2 separate regions of the Drosophila melanogaster genome follow, and region 2 is linked to region 1. The links are chromatin contacts, called in public HiChIP or PLAC-seq maps. All regions are on one chromosome and are shown on one strand. The core of a region is the stretch at or near the end of the contact, and the rest is flanking DNA. Distances in the headings are between cores, read along the strand shown. Region 1 holds the start of spn-B (spindle B). Region 2 holds the start of cv-c (crossveinless c).

What was found. HiChIP or PLAC-seq counts read pairs in DNA pulled down with a chosen protein or histone mark.
Region 2: a Psq HiChIP or PLAC-seq map of the Kc167 cell line shows a contact between it and region 1, with 2.7 times the contacts expected there. The contact joins the promoter of cv-c here to the promoter of spn-B in region 1. A contact is called at or near these places in 10 of 107 Hi-C or Micro-C datasets (the Kc167 cell line, the S2 cell line, cellular blastoderm embryo and 4 more) and 2 of 6 datasets of contacts at active chromatin or transcription factors (the Kc167 cell line and the S2 cell line).

The regions. Positions count from the first base shown.
Region 1 is chr3R:14,325,220-14,332,182 of dm6, forward strand. spn-B (spindle B) reads left to right here and starts at 2,832. Exons shown (of 4, transcript NM_057392.5): 1 at 2,832-3,046; 2 at 3,107-3,268; 3 at 3,330-3,673; 4 at 3,727-4,389. The coding sequence starts at 2,992. The coding sequence ends at 4,191. It overlaps ATPsynE (ATP synthase, subunit E), which reads left to right and starts at 1,728. Exons shown (of 2, transcript NM_001202292.1): 1 at 1,728-1,908; 2 at 2,034-2,516. The coding sequence starts at 2,072. The coding sequence ends at 2,317. Afti (Aftiphilin) reads right to left here and starts at 1,470. Exons shown (of 4, transcript NM_001260173.2): 1 at 918-1,470; 2 at 1-859. The coding sequence starts at 1,062. It overlaps NK7.1 (NK7.1,), which reads right to left. Exons shown (of 4, transcript NM_142100.3): 4 at 4,921-5,862. The coding sequence ends at 5,005.
Region 2 is chr3R:14,478,851-14,485,813 of dm6, forward strand. It overlaps cv-c (crossveinless c), which reads right to left and starts at 2,863. Exons shown (of 16, transcript NM_001104318.2): 1 at 2,730-2,863; 2 at 1,792-2,062.

The DNA of each region.
Region 1 (6,963 bases), core at 1,582-4,081:
GAAGGTGTCTCAAAGGCAGACGTTGAATTCTCCGTGATTTCTAGTTGGGGTTCTGCTGCTGAGAAATCCGCAAAGTCACCGAAGTCATCATCATCTTCTTGCTCTTGCATTTCGGGAACAATTTCTTTGTGTACTAAGTCTTTTGGCGTCGCATCAAGATTTGTAAATGAATATGTATCACTATTTGCTGGTTCACCCCATTGGTGAGGGGATTCCTCCTGATTTGGAGGATTTGATAAGCCACGGCTTTGATTTTCCATAGGCTTTTCTAAGGTATTTGAACTTTCCTCCTGGGCTTCCAAACTTCTAAAGCTTTCTTCTGGCTGGGAGGTATTCTCTACGTATTCTCCTTTCCCTGTATCCACATTCTCCTCCGAAAAGCCTTCTCCATATGGTAGGGTTGGAGTGGCCAATACCTCTATGGCAAAGAAATCCACAGCTCCCTCGCGTATAAATAGTTCTTTGGGCTTCTTTGGCGAGCACTCCTCGTCGCTGTCATCGGACACATCCTCCAGCGTGACTTGGTGGCTGAGGATATGGGCTTTGGTTGTTTGCATAGCCGGCGGAGCAACTGCACTAGTCTCCGCAACCGGTGAGAGTGTGGAGGCGGCAGAAACGCTTTCCGTGGAATAGAGACTTAGACTGTCCAACTTAAGGGAGGGCACATGCTCCTCCAGTTCCTCATCATCCAGTTCCAAGCTCAACGGAGGCGGCGTCGGCGGTGCTGTTTCCTCGAAAACATCGTAATCCATCTTCTGTTTCACCTGGTAATTAAATGCCTCGACGGTTTGTTTGTCTTCCAGCAAATCAGGTGGCTTTTCTCGAAATTCCTCCACGGGATCTGGTGGTGGAGGGGGTTCTAAAAAGCGAGAATTAACTGAGTATCACTTTGAGATTCGATAAATATCTAAGCTTGCCTTTCGAGCTGCTGACTAAGCCAAAATCTGAGTATTCGTCACCCTCGTCCAAATGGATGGTGGATTGTAAACCGGAATCGTCGTCTTCCTCACCAAAATCGATGGGCGGGGGGGTGCTGCAGAGCAGCGGTGGTACATTCACCATAATGCCAGCTGCAAAATTCAGTAAAAGGATCCCCTAAAATTCACTTCCTGCTTCAAGAAGAACAACAAAAACGCTGGGAACGGTTCGATCTTCTATCTCTCTCGCTCCACTTTATCACTGTGTGTGTGGTGTGTATGTGTGACGCAGGTGTGGAGGGCCTGCAAGTGTGTGTGTGTGTGTTAGCCACTCAAGGTCTGTGTTGGAATTTTCTTGTTTGCATTTAACACGCGTCAATTTTGTTGTGTCTCTGTATTATGTCTAATTGTCGCCTTATTGGTGGCTCTAAAAACAGATTTGCCGAATTTGCAAGTCGCGTTTTATCTGCAATTAGCCATGTTTTCCAGAAAACAATACTTTTTCCTCTGCCCACAGTGTGAACGTTTAACTTTTGGCCAACCGACAGTGCTGAAAAACGTTGCGCAACATTGATAACATACAAAATTTGAATCTTATCTTTTTCAATTCCCATTTTCGATTTAAATCATTATCCATAGTTCAGATAGAATAGTTATATTAGTTATATTTCTATAATAGATTTTTATTCTTTCCAATTCTTTTACCGTTAAAATTGTATTTGAAAATTATTAGTAACAAGAGTAAAATATACATGAAAGTCTAGGCTGCAGTATGTAATACGTCAAATTTTGTTGGGACACTAAACAACAAATAGTCGTCATAAAGGCTTCTTTTAAATTGTTATGATATTTTCCACAATTTCTGCATACTTTTTTAAGCTTGCTGGCAACGCCGCCACCGTACCAATACAACTATCGATAGCCGCCTGTCAGTTTTGACAGCTGTTTTAAGGTTATACTGCGCTGCCGTTGCAATCGCTCCACCAATTTGGTAATTTTGCTTATTTAACATCAAATATTGCATAAAACTAGGAAAACCAGGAATCTGTAAAGTGGAGCGAGACGGGGAACGCTATTAAGGAAGTCGGATAACTAAAGTACATCCTTTTCTTGCAGTTCACGGTCGGACAATTACATAACTTGAAGAAGAAACCATGTCGCAGGCTCCCGTTCGCGTTTCCCCGCTGATCAAGTTCGGCAGATGGTCCCTGCTCCTGGTGGGCATTGCCTACGGCGCCGCCCACCAGAGCCGCCTGTCCAAGAAGGAGGAGAAGTTGCGCGAGATCGAGGCACAGCAGAAGGCCGTCCGTGATGCCAAGCTCGCCGAGGAGAAGAAGCGCAGCGCAGAGGCTGAGGCCCGTGCCTTGGCTGAGCTTTCGAAGCCCACTCCCAAGCACTAGGATCCTTCAGGATGCAACATCCGCAGTTCCCTTAGCTTAAAAACATTGAAAAACCACAACATTTACACACGAAGTTCGCCCAAAAGGAGGAGCATCATCGATAGTGGAGCCACCATCTATCGATCACTGACTATCGTTTTTGTGTTTTCCTCTGATGCTTGTGCAAAAAACAGAATGTTCGAAATTAAATGATTGAAACAAAACCATTATGTAAATACTCTCAAGTGTTTCGTGTTTGTGATTAAGTGGTGTTCACTGGAAATATATTTATATTAGCATAGTGTTTGGATAGGAGAGGATTGAGAGAATTTGAGAGGGTTTGAGCTCCAAATTTGACTAGGAAGTACATATAAATATTTTTGCAAATTGATTATCAATAATTTTCCTAAATTTTGTTTTAAATCTTTTTTGATAAACAACAACTGATAGTTTACCTTATTGGATGCCCACTGTAGTTGCCAGCTGATTGGCCCACTTAAGATATTGGCGCCAACAGCTGATTTCAACCGGCGTTTATTTACACTTTCAATTCGCTCGCAAGTCGTCGCATGGCTCGGCTGTTTGATCAATAATCCCCCGGAATACTTCCAATTCCGGAGGTGTTGAGACACCTTTCGTGTTTCGGGGAGCCATTATATCACGCAATCCCATCGAGGACATGCCATCGCATCGCGATGACAAACTTTCTGGATCAATTGCCCAAGCATATCAGAGAAATCGCCGAGCAGGGTAAGAGTTTTGGGGTTCCAACAACTTTATTCAAGAGCCAACTAAATTCCTGTACTCCAGTTAATGTTCTCGCACCGGAGGAGGTGCTGACAACTCCCAAGGTGCGATTCCTGGACACCCGCCAGCAATCGCTGCACACAATCGTGCGAAAATGCACTCCGGATGATGTTAGGGTGCTCAAGGATGCGGCAGCCAAGTGGCTGGCAGAGATGCCCCAGTCAGGTGATTCTCAGACTAATGTATAAGTAGCCTCTTGTGTTTAGTTTGCCACTATTTATTACAGCGGATTCCCTCTTCAAGCCGCTTGTCAATGTTAGATGGTCGCGGGTGTCGTTTGGATGTTCCGCTTTAGATCGCTGCACGGGCGGGGGAGTGGTCACTCGTGGAATTACAGAGCTATGTGGAGCAGCCGGCGTGGGCAAGACCCAGTTGCTTCTTCAGCTATCCCTTTGTGTCCAGCTACCCCGTGAGTTGGGTGGCTTGGGCAAAGGCGTGGCCTACATATGCACGGAGAGTTCCTTTCCGGCGAGAAGATTGCTGCAGATGAGCAAAGCCTGCGAGAAGAGGCATCCCGAAATGGAGCTGAATTTTCTGGGAAACATCTTTGTGGAAAATCACATTGAGGCAGTGAGTCGACAAACCAATTTGTAGCCATATGCTTATTTAATATTAATCCAAAGGAACCTCTCCTGGCGTGCGTTATAAACCGCATTCCGCGACTGATGCAACAACATGGCATTGGCCTGATCATTATTGATTCTGTGGCCGCCATATTCCGGCTGTATAATGATTATCTGGAACGAGCGAGACATATGCGTCGACTGGCAGACGCTCTGCTCAGCTACGCGGATAAGTACAACTGTGCCGTGGTCTGTGTGAATCAGGTGGCCACCAGGGACGGTCAGGATGAGATTCCCTGCTTGGGATTGCAGTGGGCGCACCTAGGACGCACTAGACTGCGTGTTTCCCGGGTGCCCAAGCAGCATCGCATGGGTGATCAACTGATAACGGTGCGCAAACTGGAAATACTTTACTCACCAGAGACTCCCAATGATTTCGCCGAGTTTCTTATCACCGCAGAAGGTGTGGTCAATGTTCCAGAGCCATCTGTTCCCAGCCCACCCGCCAAAATGCGTCGACTGTGATTGATTGAATTTATTCTGTTTATTTTGTTATCGTTTAATTTGTTGAATTTAAAATGTGTAACGGCGGAGCGTTCAATTAGCCATACGATTGTCTTATACTCCTGTTAAATTCAGCGGAATATTTTAGGGTTTAATAATTTAAATTTACTTAGTTGCCAATCAGGTTTAGGTATCATTAAAATATATAAAAACAAATTTAGAAAACATGCTTTTCTTATTTCTTTTCAGGAACAAAAGGTTTTCTGATGACCTGATTAACACGATAACGCAATCTTGTTTCAATTTTTTTTTTAAATAAATGTAAAGTTCCGATAAATTTAACCCGAGTTTAAGCCATTTTCCGGGCATAATCATCTTATTTGTTGCCTTAATTCCTTTTTTGTACAAACACTCAATAAATATGTTTCATTCAATTGCAATTTACAGGGTAGCAGAGCTTACAGGCCTACATACATAGTATAGTTCATAGTTCAAGTAGTAAAATCAATTTTGTAATCGCCTCGTATACATTATCACATGAAATTCTCAAAAGTTCAGATTACAATTTGCCATAGTTTACGCGGACATTTAAATGCGACATTTACAAAAGCCTAGCCTTAGCGTTTAAGTATATTAAATAAATAAAATACAAGCCTAAAGGTGAACGGATTACGCGACAATTAAATTACAATTAAGTAATACAACTATGGGGGTTTTCTTTCTGTTTAGTTTTATTTTTGTTTTTCTTTTGTTTATTGGGATAGTTTATCCTCTTTGTGGATGAGCAATATTCGACTTTTTGGCACAAGTTAATTTGACTGTGGTTTCTTCTGTTTAAATCTCCCGCATGGCGACATCCTGATCCTGGGAATCGTGAGCTTCTATGGAATCGCCATGCTCGCTGGAGGACACCTCCTCCTCCTCCTCCTCTTCCTCGCCGTCTCCATCGCCTTCGCCCTCCGATGAGGAACTTTCGGTTTTGACCCTCTTTTCCGGCTGCATTTGTTTGTTGGCCATGGCCAAGGCAATGGAAATTTTACTCGCGGCCAATTTGCTTTCAAAATCCATTTCCGTTAGCTGGCCATTTTGAATTGCCGCCCTTTGGAGACTTAACTGCAGTTCCCTGTGCTGCGGAGACTCCTCTCGTTTTATGTCCAATTTCTCGGTTTGTTCGAGTGGAGCGGCTGGTTCTACAGTTAAAGGTATGGCATGCTGATGCAAACGCTGGTGTAGCAATTGATTTTCATTACTATTATTTGGCCTTTTTTCGACTGCGGGCTTTTGATCGCTGCTCTCCAATTCTGCACTTCGATGTGCTTGATTAGCCGTTTTAACTGTCTTTTCCAGCAGCGCATTTAACTGCTTTTTAATCTTGGTGGTACTCTGTTTGGCGGGCACTTTTCCCTCGCTGTTATTAACATTGTTGTTTAACGTATTGTTGTTGTTATTGTTACTGCCGCGATTTGGAGACTTTGGAGATTTCTTGATCTCCGCAATGGTGGCGGCATTGCCAACAGTGGGTGAAGTCGCATTGCTGGATCTCTTGTCGGTCGGCTCTCCACTTGGCGTTGTTGTTGCGGTGCCTGTTGCTCCTGGCTTCGCATTCGAGGATTTGTGCTCCGCCGCCTCGTTATTTGTGACATTGTCCTGTTTCTTCCACTTGGTGCGCCGGTTTTGGAACCAGATCTTTACCTGCAAAAACAGTAGAACATGGATTGGGTTAGTTAAGGGGTATAGGAATGCATTCTTTTGGAAAGGCAGCACCTTGTGCCTGAAGAATTCGCGAAGTTGTAACGTATATATTCTAGCAAATTTTTCCTGAAATGAAATTCGTTGCTGCGGAGATACGAATTACAATATTTTTTTTTAAATCAGCAATAAATATGTAAGTATTAAAGCCGAGATTAATATTGCCAACGGTTGTTTCCAGGTTAATACATGAAATGCCGCTCGAAAATGTGACCCCAAAATGGCTGAGCCAAAGCCAGTTCACAGCCGCATAATTACGAATGTTTATGCCCCATTTGGCCTTATTAGTGGGCGCATAACAAATAACTCGAGAGCTGTGTATCCTAACGTTCGAAATTATTTGAATATACTTCCGCCCCGTCAGTCAGTCGGTGCTCATTTTTCCTCAGACTCCAAACGAGCGCAATGATGAAATGACAGGCGCACGTCAAAAGGCAAAAATCGAAGCCCCCCCCCCTCCTTCTCACGCTCGCTTGCTGTTTTTCCCAATTTTCCCCCCTTCGGTTTTCCACCGACGGCAATGGCGCAACATAAAACATTTGCCTCTCATTTTCGTTTTCATTTCCATTTCATCCAGAAATGATGGGCCAGCTAAATAAATGAAAAATCTATTTAAATCGCGCACATAATTAGTATTTCAGCGGCATGTCTGCAGATACACACACTTACATTCGGATAGAGATACAAACGTTAAAGATAGATGCCTGTTCGTAGTTCGTAGTCCATATGACATGCTCATTTCGCCGCAGTGGCGGAAAAAATTATGAAATTAACATGAAAACGCCACGAAATTACCCATTTCGAAAAGTATAAAAAATTTTAAAGAGGAAATGGCCCAAGTACGCGCCGCACAAACAAAATGCCGTAAATTTTCGTATCGAAAATCAATTAATTGATTGCCAAATATTTCCGAATATACTCTCGCACACTATTGAATGGCAATTTGAATTGCTATATACCCGCCGATGGATTGATGCCCATGCAAAATTGTTTATTTTACGGATGAAGATGGATTATGAGTGAGTTTTCCTCACTATTATTGTT
Region 2 (6,963 bases), core at 1,613-4,112, 150 kb after region 1:
AGATCTTATAAGATTTCAAAATTTTCCTCCTTATGCTTGAATTTAATCATAATATCAGATTTAAAACCGATCATATTGTGTTTCTGTGTAGCGATCGGAAAACTGAGAACAGAGAATGGAGCACTGAGAACTGGGGAATCGTAGAACCGGAGAACCGGAGCTCCCAGCACGATGAGATGAAAAATTCTAGAGAGAGGCGGGCGTTTTTTGTAATAGACGATGTCTACGCTGATGACCTCAGTTAAAAATAAATAATGCCTTACATTGTTTGGAATTAGTGGCTGTTTCGTTACTCCAGTCCGTAGATGAGATCTGCATCGAGATTCGAGATTCTGGCCTTAAGTTCAGGGTGGCGCTCAGCGATCGGTGATCATGAAGATGCTCTGGTGAGGGGTTGGCGACAATAAGACAAAACATGGGGCGCCCAAACAAATCATTTTGTCAACTCAGCTTGTACCCGGCAGCTGGAGCAGAGACATAGAGACATGCATACATATTTGTGTAAATTCTTGTACGACATTTATCACACACGAAATTGATGAACCTGCCCCGCCTGATAAATGTTTGCGAGCTGCCGAACAAGGGGAAAGCGATTTTACTAAATCAGGGAAAATCTGGGCAGAGATTTGCTTCTAAGCTGCTGGATTGGGTGTAACATGGTTTTGTTTAATTAAAAATCAGAAGCGAGTTTTTTACGGAAGATGTTTTAGGATGGGAGATGTCTTGTTTATTTTGTTTATGTTTTGAATTTCATATCTAAATAAATGAAATAATATTAAAAATCCTAACTGCATGTAACTTATAAACATTGAATTATCAATTTTTTTGGGTCTTTCCCAACCAGAAGATGAAGAACGCCAGGCCAGTCGAAATATTGTTTCAGTTTTATTTACCTGAAATTTGCTATTTTATCAAGCACCCAGCACAAGTGTTTCGCTGTGAACTTATTTACATACTTATCGGTACGTATGTGGAGTATAAACAACAAAGGCAGAAACAACGAAAAACGAGTTTCTATATATAAGGTGGCTATGCTGTAAAATAATAAAGGGCGGGCCGTATCAAGAGTTGTTGTTATGGTAGACAAAACGGGTCGCCAGTTTCAGTTTCTCGGGGGTTAAAACGATCGACATACTCCGATGACGCATTTTAGAACCGGAAATGCTACGCCTGCCATTTGGCTGAGTTCTCAATAAGTATGCAAATCGGATTCGGATTGTTTGTGCACTTTTCGGTGATTATTCCCATGAATTAAAAACAAACGCTGGAGGGAAAAAGCAGCACTCGACCAGAGTGTAAACAAACTACAATACATAGCGATTATGATTTATGAATCAAAATAAAGCGCTGACAATTCAAACAGCAGCGGAAATGGTAAAGAAAGCCGATCAGAACTCGTATAAGGCCAATAAAAACGATCGCAGATAACTCGAACGCGTCGCGTAGATTATGCCAGCGACTAACTAACTGTAAACATATACTATTTAGGTTATCACTATCTTTTTCAGTTCGCAGCTGACAAGATAAAGTTGTACCACAAAGTCAAAGACTAGAAAACCGAGAAACTCAGGTAAATTTTGGGGAGTGAAAGTAAGTGGCAAACCCGGCGACAATCACAAGATGTATCTAAAACTCTGACGTTTCGTTCTAGGAAGCCCCGAAGCCACCCATAAACAAGCGACGTCTGGATTTCTCGAGATCTGCAGATCTTTATGGACCTGCAGATAAGCTGGATGGATTGTTTATCCTACCCCGAAGATAAGCGACATGGGGTCCCGAAGCTCTATTTACCTTTTTAGATGCGTTTGCGGTTGCTGCTCGCGAAGAGAGTATCTGTAGCTTTGGGTTTTCTTTATTTCTTTGATTTCACAACACCATCGGAGATTCTATAAACACCAAATAGAATTTTACTTTCGTATATTGCTTCACAGAACTTTTCTTTTCGTATAAATCAGATGTGTAATTTCTCTTTTATTTTCGTTGTTTCGTTTATTTTTTTATTTTTCTGAATCACTTGTATTTATTTCTCGTTTTCAACAACAACATTTCGTCATGTTTTTTTCTATGGGGCGTACAAAAAATGTAGTAAACGTAATCGAAAACAAAAGCACGCGTTCTCTTACTCGAAAGAGAGAAAGAGACGGGCGGTGAGGCAGAGAAAGAGACAGGGATAGAGATAGAAAGGGGGAAACAGAAACACACGCACACTACAAATAAACAAAAACGGAACCGAACCGCAAAGAAAACCGATTTTTATGCACTATTTAATTTTATATATTTTTCTGCACGCAGTTTTTATTTTTACTTTTCTGGTTTCGAAAGATGTTTATTTTTTATTATGGGAAGTGTTAAAACCGTGCGAAATTCAAGCCCAACAAACGATGCGTTTGTTTTCTTTGGCACTGCAATTTCCGCGCTACATTTTCGTATTTTCTATTTGCTTTTCGAAAAACAAGAGATTTCTTTATTGTTTAATGGAGAGTGCCTTTTTAATCGCGGTTGTGTGAGTGTGCCTCTGTTTATCGCGTTCGTTATTTGTTGTTGACTCCGAAAAATTCGTTCACACCCGCGCTCATTCATAAAACGTATCCAAAACACACGATGTCACGCACTCACAGTTTTTTAGCTTATGTTTCTGAAAATGATTATTAACACTTGATGCAGTATTTTGCAATATATTTACATCTCTTGACCCGCACGTTTTTTCGGATCCTAAATTCAATGTTCACCTTTTTCGTAAAAACCTGAGAACTGCCAATAAACAACGGTTTTTTGGATTCAGTATGTTTTTAAAAAATTTGAATAACAGAGGAGCGCTTTAAATTTGCCCGACTTTTCCCGGTCGAGGTGGAAACCCAACTGTTGTATCCAACAAACTCGTGGTTGGATCACCCTGCTTACCCGCTTTGTTTTCAATGGAAATGTTAAGATACAGCGTTTTAGCGGTTAACAGACGCTATTTCTATGGGAACTCAAAACGTTCGCTTGCTGTTCACATGGAGTTAACATGCGCGAGACCCGCGATTACCGGTTAACAGAGCGAGCTAACAGCAAGAATTATGAAGAGAGCAACATGTTGCGCTCAAACTGCGCCAACAGCTCAATTCGAGCCGATCGGAGCGATCTCAAACGACCTCAAGCATGTTGCAGTTCGAGAGGAAATCCCCTAGAATTGTTTATTGAAAGTAAAAACAGTTGGAAAAACTCCAAGCATATGGATGTATTTGTAGCTCTTACACACCCATTCGAATGTGTTTGTAAATTTACACTAACAAGCGGTGATAAAATCCCATGTTAGTCTTCTCTATGGCTTATTTAGTGTGTTTGGGTTTCTGATTTTATGACCCGGGCCTCATCTTTGTGCAGCCTCTTTCAGGCTTTATCGACTGGCATCTCCCTTAGTTCTTATCAGTGGGGCATTGTCTTATCTGCAGATTTATGGCCCAACGCTCATTTAATAGCCCGATTCCTGGAAGTCGACTTAACACTTTCGTTGTCTCAATTTGATTAGCGCCTGCATTGGCTTAACACTTTTTCACCCATAAAATTGTGTGAACCAAAACGAAAGCGAGACAAACTAACTGTATATAATGATAATGAAAAACTCACAAGTGAGCTGTGGACTATTTAATCACTTTACTTTTGTAACCTACTAAAACAAAACTAATGTTCCTAGTCAGAAGAACAAATTATATATTACTAATCATAATATAATCATGATTTAAAGCAACTTACGTTTCAAGTGCAATAAAATACTCAATAACCGGTTAGCAGAGTTCTACGATTTGTGTAAATGAATAATTATCTAATTAGATAGCTAAACTTTTAATTTAAAATCCTTCAAGTCTGTAATTTAGTTAAAAATACAGATATGACCACAGTTTGAAAACCATAAAGTTAATGGCATAATGAGCCTTTTGAATACCATTAATAATTTGTAGGAGTATAAGATAAGAGGAAAAAAATCATATAAACACCTCTAACTGGCAGTTAATTAGTTGCAGCTAATTGGTGGTGCTTAGTTAATAAATATTAAAACCGAAGACGTTTGTAAGGTCCAAGAATAAAGCACGTGAAATTATAAATCATTCTTATGGAGGAGAACGAACTCTTGTTCCGACCAAATTGTTGAATGAACCAAGACAGCTAACAACAATTCGTCAGGATTAGCCGTGTCAACTCTTTCCTGTTTTTGTGCCATCTCCTTATTTTTCCATTCTATTGGCTTTTCTCTTGCGTTTTCTCTTCTCGTTCCCTCCGCATTTCATAACGTTTTGAGGTGTGTTCGCCGGTCGGTCTCATCCTTATCGAAGGTGCGCATCAACGTCGCAGAGAGATATACCCATTTACCCATAACCATTCCCGACCCGATCTACGTGCTCGGGTTCTCTTGCCGGCTTTGAAATCGAAACTGCCCATTGTGTTGAAATCTAAGCGAGCGTGTGAGGAGCTCCCCAATCTCCGAATGAATCCCAGTCCCTTCATGAACTCCAGATTCCAATTCAGAAACTCCATGCCGTGTGATGTGCTGCATGCTTGATCGATAGCGTCTGGCCCCCTTGATTTCCAACGAAAGGTAAACACATCAAAAGCAAAAATATTGAGAAACAAAAAGATGCCACGCAGATATTTTCGGAAATATTTTGAATAGTTTTCAATGCCAATGGCATCGGGTGAAATTTGTCTTAGACAGTGCACTGCAAAAAATGCACCTAGTCCAGCACTTTCTCTAATTAGAATATGAAGTCAATTATTATATTTTTCTTCAACATTATTATGCTATTAATAATCATATAAAAACATAAATTTTAAAGCAATCTTTTGAATTTGTATACTTACAAAGCAGTTGTTTTCCTGTTATATTTTCTCGCTGTACGTGTACTTTTCACTTTGGCATAAATAATGCCGTATGAAATGCGATAAACAGAGTTATATATTTGCACACAGCGGGAAGCTGGCCAATAAAGTTGTATGGGATTTTCCATAATGCAATGCGCCGCACCGAGTTAAAACCAAACCGAAACCGAAGCGAGTGAAAAGTGCCATAAAAAAGGCAATGCTCGCTTCGCTCTTGCACTCACTCAGCGACATCATTCTGTTAATGGTCGCACTGTCTCCAAACGGTGCAATATGCAGATTTTGTGGCATAGGCAGAAGATAGGGCGGAATACCCCCCCCCCCTATTTTGCCGCACACCCCTAAATGCATTTGCGCCATTTGTTGGCCTTGCCGTTTGGCTGATAAGTCGAGTTTTTATGGACGAGCGCGCATTTAACTTGATTATAAACGACGGCAGGCGGCCGGGCCATATAAAATCGCCTTTCATTATGGCCAAGGCATGTGAAATTAATAAGCAAGTCGACCAGCCGGGCGGTCCAACATTTTGGCCAAAATCTCAACACTACCCGTTGCCGCCCAAAGTTCGTTGCCTAAGTCTTTTGTTTTTATTGTTCGTTTTTTTTTTTATTTGTTTTGTTTTCGCCAGGCCGAAACAACCCGCTGCGCGTGTTTGTATGCAAACAAGCTCCAAAAGCCGCTATAAATGTTCATTAATTCAAATTGATTCTAATCGCGACGCCTTCATTAATCTAAGCGCCACCCCACGCACTGCATTTCTATTGGCCGCAAATTATTTATTGATGAGCCTTGCCGCGAAATCTGCTGCCGGTTGCAGCCACAATTGCATGATTAATGGGCGGATACCTGGAGTGTCCATGAAGTCCAGGGAGTCGCAGAATAGGACCCTTGTTCTATGACAAACGATCGTATTTATGGCTCTATTCACCATCCACAGGTAGTCACGTCTCTGCGCGTGTTTGCCTTTTACCTTTGGAATCCTTGGCTAGTTCACTTCCGCCTGCCAGCCACTTGTTACATGGCGGGCAAACAAGAAAACACATTTTAAGTGCTGTTTGTTTTGACCGGGAAGCGGGGACCCCAGAGCCGGGTGTCTGAGATAAGTCATTTGGGTCCTTCAATTACAAATGCCAGACGGCAGGCCAGCCAGCCTATAAACTGACACATCGCGCTGAGTCGACTTAACGAGTGACTCAGGCAGGCGCTGTGCAAATATGGATCATATCTACCCCAAAATACAGTGCTATACACCAGTAAAAAATAAATATTGTACATAAGATTTGAATAAAATAAGCGGAAGTCCTAACAAAGAATAAAACAAAGGAAAGCTAAGAAATTCGAAAAACCAACTTAGATAATTTTTAACAAAAGTGTTGAGATTTTAAGATTTAACATTTCAGATATCTACTCATCTATCTACTTCGGATATCTGCTCATCTAACAATTAAGTACTGTTATAAAATAAAGTGCAATATTTCTCTCAGTGTTTTGTACCAAAACAAAGCAAAAGCTGTGTCAACTTTGGACGATATGCGGAATGGGGTCTGCGTTGGGTCTGCGCTGGCTAAAGGAGACAAAGGAAGGGAAGTGAATCGATCTGAACCGCTCAAGGTTGCCACCAACTTTGGGTCAAGCGGTCCAAGAGTCGCGTGAAAATCTTGTTAAGCATTTAATGCCAATGAGCAAATATAAATCAACATGACAAATGATCGAAAATTCTCGGCGACAACATCGCAGCCTCTAAAGAAACACCGAAGCAACAGCAAAGATCCAACAAGGGCGACAAGGGTGTTGGTGTTTCACTGTACTTGTTGCACTGCACGGTGGCTGCCTTTGTTATTGTAATCGTTATGCCGGTACAAGCCATTGTTGCGCCAACGAAATCTGCATAAATGGGTCAGCGATCAGCATTCAGTTGCTGCCGGCGGTGGTTTTACCTTTGCCTTTGTGTACTTGTTACGCCCGCCCGAGCAAACTCATTGAACCCCATTCAAAATGCTGCTTTTTCTCATACTTTACAAGTTGGGAAATGTACTCCAACTTGGAAAACATACTGCACGCTATTTGGATTGAAGAGAGTATTTATTATTAGATTAGATTAGATAT